2 separate regions of the Mus musculus genome follow, and region 1 is linked to region 2. A link is a contact called in public HiChIP or PLAC-seq data. All regions are on one chromosome and are shown on one strand. Each heading gives the region's core, a stretch centred on a gene start, on an enhancer-like site or on the middle of the called end of the contact. The rest is flanking DNA. Distances are from core to core; before and after follow the strand shown. Region 1 overlaps Mapk1ip1l (mitogen-activated protein kinase 1 interacting protein 1-like). Region 2 holds the start of Fbxo34 (F-box protein 34).

Region 1 (3,271 bases), core at 272-2,771, 150 kb after region 2:
GGTTGAATTAAACTTAGCGCGCGCGTACACACACACACACACACACACACACACACACACACACACACACACACACACACACACACACACAGAGTTAAATAGATAAATATAGTAAGAGGGCCAGGTTTGTGTAGGTAGGAGGAGCTCAAAATGTTGAGGAGTCATGTTTCAATTAAGTGATTGTTCTTGGTTCTGTGGGGTGCGGTGGTAGTGGTGGTGGTGTGATTATAAAAAGTACTTGATGTTGTCAATTAAGATGTAGATTCTAACAATAATCCATGTTATTTAGATTTTGAGGGCATAGCTATGCTTTAAACAAATATTATCAAATGTTATTCAATACACATAATCACATTAAGCACACTTGAATGATTCGCTTCTACATTTATCTGATTGTACCCACGTGATGTTCTACATATTCAAACACATGAAGCAGGAACTGAGGTGCAAAGTTCTTTCACAAATGCCCTCAACCAACAGCGAAACCAGCCATTATATATGCTTTCTCGTGCATACACATGTACTTCAAAAAGCATTGCGCCATCTCTTCATCCACTGTCAACTTAATGGTAAGACTGCAACAGAAAAAAAAGGGAAAAAAAAATCAACTTCTATAATTGTGGGTCTCTGTGAATACCAGAAGCAGCAGAGTAACGGTCAGAACAGGGCTCAAAATTAGAATCATGTGAGATTTCTGAGTGCCTGTAAGAAAACTCCAAGAAACCGAGACAGGAGTCTTGTGACCTGTTTCTTCAAAACACAGGGAATTGTTCTTACATTCTGCTTTTGTGCCCCTCCCAGATGTAGCAGATAGTTCACTTCAGATTATTCATTACAACTGGCTATTGTTATTTCTTTATATGCCTCTATGGAAAATGTTTTTTGCTGCCTTCAGCTTGCTCCACCACGTGAGGCTTATAATTGTACATTTACATAAATCTTCTTAAACGCCAGAGTATAAACTATCTGATGCTCCGATTAAATTTGGCGATTGTGTGAGACTTTAAGCCACCTCATTTACATCATTTTCTTTAAAAAGGAGGAGCGCAAGTACTGCAGTCCTAACTATCAGATTGCCTGCAAGAATTCCTGGTGTCCAGAATAAGCATCAGTCGCATGATATACCTCCAGCAGCCCTTCCACGTTCAGGACGAGCTACAGTTGCCTGGATAAAAACAGCATCGGGATCTGACCCCTTGTCTTATCTGTAACATGAATAAAAGGTCCCTCTGAGTGCTATGCTGATTTTCACAGGAAGCCAGAAAGATGCTCCTGAGAACTGAGTTAGAGAGGAGCAAGATCAAGTTCTTAGTCAACAGCTGGCTTTTGATAATCCAATGAAGATCACCAAGGACTAATTACACCTCAGATGGGAAATGCTATTGACTTTCTGAAATTTTGTAGAAATGTGCGAACCTACAGACACAGAGCAAAATTGGCTGCAAAGCTACGGAGTCTTCACCAGTCACTCAGAACAGCTGGAAAATGGGCACACAGAATTCTTTTCCTCCCTGGAATTCTCTCGTTATCAATGGATTGTATTATCTCAAGGCTTGACAAAATCCCCTGCTATGTGTCAATACTGCATAGGAGAGGTTTTAGTTCCGGTGAGGCAGCCTTTCCCTTAGGCTTATATGCATAAACACCGTTAGCACCTCCAACCCGGTTGGCAGGACTCACGATATGCTACATACAAATGGGCATCTTATTGAACCAGAAAAGGTACACAGAACAGATACTATGCAATATTTGGAACACTAGTTAATAGAACTGTTAAGCCACAAGAAACTTATTAGACAAGACAATTTAAAAACAACTTTCAAAGATCATTAGGAGATAGTTATCAGCTATGCACTTCTTTAGGAATAGCTAACTATGCACTAAAACCATTTATGTAAAATTCTACAAGGAGAGATGGCATTGGACAGCGCTCACCTATGGAGAGGCAAAGGAAGAACTGCAGAAATCTGATTCCAGACTACAAAACCATTTGTGCATAGTGTGGAGCCTTCACTGCCTTTAAACTTATTTTCCCCACTGAACTGTTGACTCTGGGTGTTACATAGCACCAGAGGATAAGCCTTTGGAATGGATTCACTGATACCAAAGGCCATAAAATGCTAACCGCGCACCGTACCCTTCTTGCTCAATTAGTAAATCAGGGGAGGACCTGACGTCAACAATTATATGGGTTCAATCCTTGCTGTATTTATTATATTACCCTCAACTAACAATCACCTCTTCAGAAAACCCAGAGAACCCCTACTACACACTAATGCTATTAAGACTTCAAATGATGATAGCTACATTAGTTGATTATCAAATTTAAGAAAGGAGATTGGATAGCTCAATTATTGTTATTACCTTATATACTCATTGGATATTCTGATGCAACTCATCATCAGAATATGATGATATTGGGGTTTTGGAAGTACTAATCAGGCAAATGTCTTTTGGACTATGAATAAAGGGAAACAGCCACAAATAAAAATTTCTATTAATAGTAAATCTTTTATTGGTCTGATAGATACAGGGTCTGATATTACTATAATTACAGAAAAAGACTGGCCTTTAAGTTGGCCTGTACAACAACTACCTTGTGAAATAAAAGGTATTGGTTCTCAGCCTCTAATCTCTATTAAACAAAGTGTTTAGATCATGTCTTCGATTACTTCGATTACTGAAGATGGGCAAACTGCTGTTTTAAAACCTTTCTTATTACAAGTACCTGTTAGTATTTTTGTAAGAGATGTCTTGGAGCAACGGGGTGCTCATTTAACATTTAATACTCTATAGATGTAGTCTATACAAATTCTATGGGAAAAACGTATCCCCTCTGGACTGAACAAAGCAGCAATTGGATGCCGCACAACCTGTGGTTGAGAAGCAACTTCAAAAAGGGCAAATTGAACCATCTACATCTCCATGGAACCCCCCTATTTTTGTGAATAAGAAGTCTGGGAAATGGAGGTTGTTAACAGACTGAAGGGGAGTTAATTCTACTATGTATCCCATGGGAACCCTGTAACCAGGACTCCTCAGCCATCTACATTACCTTCTTCTTGGCCTGTAAATTGTAATTGATTGGCAAGACTGTTTTGTTTTGTTTTTTTTAAATCACTCCTGTTCATTGAAATCAGAGGAAAGGTTTTGCTTTTTCAATACCTTATGTAAATAATAGGGGGGCCACACTAAAGATATCAATGGAAAGTACTCCTACAAGGAATAATGAATTCCCCTACCATGTGTCAGATCTATGTAGATAATCCTC
Region 2 (3,492 bases), core at 889-3,388:
TTCCCCAGTCTCTCTGACTTCAGAGTCTGCTTTCCAGACAAACTATGCTGCACTGCGGACTGGGCTCCTACAGAACCAAGCAGTAGCCACTCCCGTGGCTTTTCTGGACACAGGCCACGCTACAAATCTCTTCAACCTGGACTTGTTAGCCAAAGGCTCTACAGGTCTTAGAGGTAAGCCCCATCCCTAAAACTCTCCATCATGGCCCACTTCTTGGGGACGGGGTGGGGCCTGTTTGGACTCCAAAGCTCTCCAGAGCAACATACTTTGAAATATAGGTGAATACTGAATGTCTTCACAGACTGTGCTAGTGTTCGTGGTTTTGCTCTCTCCTCCTCCTCCACCCCCCCCACACACCGAGTCTCTCTGAAGGAGACTGAGCCACACAGATCTAGACAAAGTTTAAGATCTCTAGAGAGGTGGCCACTGTGACTTAGATCACACCTGGGTTACTTAGACACTAGAATGTGAGGACCTTCAGAGCCTTTAAGTCATCCAGGTTCCTTGCCGGGCAGGGCAGCTGTAAAGCTCTGACGTGCCTTAGGGATTACTGTCCTGATGAACAGCACCTGGTACCACCGACCTACACTAATCTCCTGATCCAAAGTTCACCTGGCTGCTCCCGGCATGCGCTAGCCATCTCTCTTCTCATTGACAGCATGGCCAGCCTACTGTGTTCCACTCTTCCCCTCCATCCCTCTTAGTATGAAGTGTCCTATGTAACTGCTTCTGGGCCCTCGTGTCACTACGGGCAGTCAAGAGATGTGTGCTTGACCGCCAGTGCGCCAGTGCTTCTATGCAGGTCTACTATCTTTTCAAAGCCTGAGAAAAATCAACATTCACAAAATCACCTGCTAAAATTTATCATTTCACATTCGGAAGCACTACTGACAAAATGTAAGTCGCCTGACCCCAAAGGTAGTCCTCAGATGTGTTATATTACGTTACAGCCTAGTCTTGGGGTGGGGGTGGGCTGCAAAGCAGAGGCTTATTGCTGAGCTATAATCACAGAAAAAAACAAATGTCCCTGATAAAACGGGGGAGGGGGGGGCAAGAAACACCAGGATAAATTACATCATCGGGGGATTATTATTTAAGAAAAATGTTGGATTGATTCAAGCTCCCCTTCTTTGCAAGACAAAGTTCATTCAAGATCTGCTTGCCTTGGTCATTCGCTAACAAGCAGATCACTGGCAAAAAAAAAAAAAAAAAAGATAAAGCCAACTAAATTATCAGCCCTCCAGTTGGTTCAGCCCCCGCGCACCCTTTCCCAGCAACTGCTACATCAAACCATCAAACTGAGTTTAGCTTCCTGAAGGCACAGTGAACACCCTAATACCCCTTCCACGCCCAACCCCCAAGATCCCTCATATCTAAACCGAATGTCCTTAAACTGTACTACTACCGATGCTCTCCGAAATGAAGTTTAAGCACCTGACAATTATTACATCCAAACTGTACGAAGCCGAGATCCCAAGATTTTGGTTCAAATCTGCTAGGACCGAACTTCCTTTTTCTCCCCGCGGGTCCTCCCAGCCCTTCCGCGCGCCAAGGTCGCCACTCGGGGCCTGCAGTGACATCACGGTCTGTCTCGGTAGAGCCCTGACATCACCCGCACGCCGAGCCTCGGCACTGTGACCTCACCACCGCAGGCTCGCACGCCAGGGCCCCCCGGGGAGGGTGGAGGAGACGCGCCGCTCACCTGCACGGGGACACCCGGAGCCCCGCGCCCCGCACGCAGCCCACCCGCGGCGGCCTAGCTTGGGTCGCCGGACTCCGGGCCCAGGGAGCAGCCGGGCGCACGACCTCGGGGCCAGGCCGCGAGGACGGCTCTCTGGAGGACGCTGCGGCGGCGGCACCCCGAGCACGGCGAGCCGCGGTCCCCGCCCCCAACGTTCGGCCCTGCCGCGGGGAGCAGCGGGAGCCGCCACGGTGTCCACCTGCCCCGCGCCCCGCAGCCCCGCGCCCTCGCCCGGCCCACCTGTGCTTCTGCCGGGCCAGGGCCTGGCCCGGGGCTGCGGCAGCCCGATGCGGCGGCGGCAGGCCTGACTCGCTCCCCGACACTGAGGCGGACCAGGAGCTCAGCGCTGAGCGGCGGAGCCCAACGCTCGCCCCGAAACCCATTTGTTGGCTAAACCGGCGTGACATCACGCGCCGGCCCAATCGACGGTTGCCCGGGGGCGGGGCCGCAAAGCCTGCGTGCGCCAGCGCCCCCTGCGGGCGGCCGCGAGCGCTGTGGGGAGAGATGGGAGCTGCCAGGACAAGCGCCTACAAGCCTGGTGTGGCGGGAGATTGGGGAGTTTGAGTGTCACTGCACAACAAGGACCCTAACCCTAGAGCACAGTTAGAGTGACAAGTTCATTAACACTCCCAGGTGCTCCAGAAGCCTTAATACGTTTGACCCTGTTAGATATCCAACATGTCTGGGTTCTAATCTTGGTTCTACCACTAGCGTATGGTTCTATTTCAATTTTTATTTTTATTTATTTTATTTTATTTATTTATTTATTTATTTATTTATTTAGGAGACAGAGTTTCTCTGTATAGCCCTGGCTGTCCTGGAACTCACTTTGTAGACCAAGCTGGTCTCGAACTCAGAAATCCGCCTGCCTCTGCCTCCCGAGCGCTGGGATTAAAGGCGTGTGCCACCACACCCGGCTCATCTATTTCAAATTTTTAAAATGAGCTATTTAGCAAGCCCATGGCCCTGGGTTTGATCCTGATGTCCTACACACTGGGCATGTTGCTTCATATCTGTAATCCCAGAGTTTGGGAGGTGATGTCAGGTGCGCCACAGGTTCATGGTCACCCTCAATGGCAAAGCAAATTTGGGATCAGCGGGAGCAGGGCGCGGGTCCTCTCTGTTAAGAACACTGGCTGCTCTTCCAGGGGAATTCAATTCCCAGCACACCACAAGGTGGTTCGAAACTTGTCTGTAACTGCAGCCTCATGGAATCAGACGTCTTTTTCTGGCCTCCACAAACACTGCATGCACGGAGACAAAACACTATACACATAAAAAAAATTTTTACAAAAGAATATATTTTCCATAAAATTATGGCAGAAGTACCTACCAGAAAGTACATAAACTTTAAAGTTAAACTGCTAATCTACAAGAGCCTTGTAAACTTATCAGTGAAAGAAAAAAAAAAAAAAACAACAACAACAAGAAGACTCAGCACTTAAGAGCACTAGCTGCTCTTCTAAAGTACCCAGGTTCAATTCTCAGCACTCTCGTGGTGGCTCACAATTATCTGTTACTTCAGTCCCAGGGGATCCAAGACACACATCTGGTGCACACATGTGCAGGCAAAATAGCTATACACACAAAATTTTTTAAACAGCCTCACATCAGAAAATAAAAAACCTCTTGTGAAACGTGTGTGTGAAGTCTTAAAGAATCAAAATGTAGAAATAGGACCAGTGAGATGCTGCAGCAGATGAAGGTACTGACACTAAACCTGACACCCTGAGTTCAATCCCTACGACCCA

Evidence for each region. HiChIP or PLAC-seq counts read pairs in DNA pulled down with a chosen protein or histone mark.
Region 1: an H3K27ac HiChIP or PLAC-seq map of extraembryonic endoderm stem cells shows a contact between it and region 2. The contact joins the enhancer-like site here to the promoter of Fbxo34 in region 2. A contact is called at or near these places in 2 of 39 promoter capture datasets (hippocampal neurons and pre-B cells), 1 of 484 Hi-C or Micro-C datasets (uterus), 4 of 115 datasets of contacts at active chromatin or transcription factors (embryonic stem cells, extraembryonic endoderm stem cells, intestinal villus epithelium and 1 more) and 4 of 9 other capture datasets (adipose tissue, embryonic stem cells, liver and 1 more).

The regions. Positions count from the first base shown.
Region 1 is chr14:47,316,716-47,319,986 of GRCm38.p6, reverse strand. It overlaps Mapk1ip1l (mitogen-activated protein kinase 1 interacting protein 1-like), which reads right to left. Exons shown (of 4, transcript NM_178684.6): 4 at 1-575. The coding sequence ends at 564. Among named protein-coding and RNA genes, the nearest start is that of Mapk1ip1l, 20 kb to the right of the region's middle. Within about 2 kb of position 1,521, at least 2 of the 459 cell types and tissues checked have an H3K27ac peak or open chromatin away from gene starts, as enhancers often do. A contact at or near this core is called in extraembryonic endoderm stem cells, where this site is marked.
Region 2 is chr14:47,471,207-47,474,698 of GRCm38.p6, reverse strand. It overlaps Fbxo34 (F-box protein 34), which reads right to left and starts at 2,138. Exons shown (of 3, transcript NM_001146086.1): 1 at 1,982-2,138.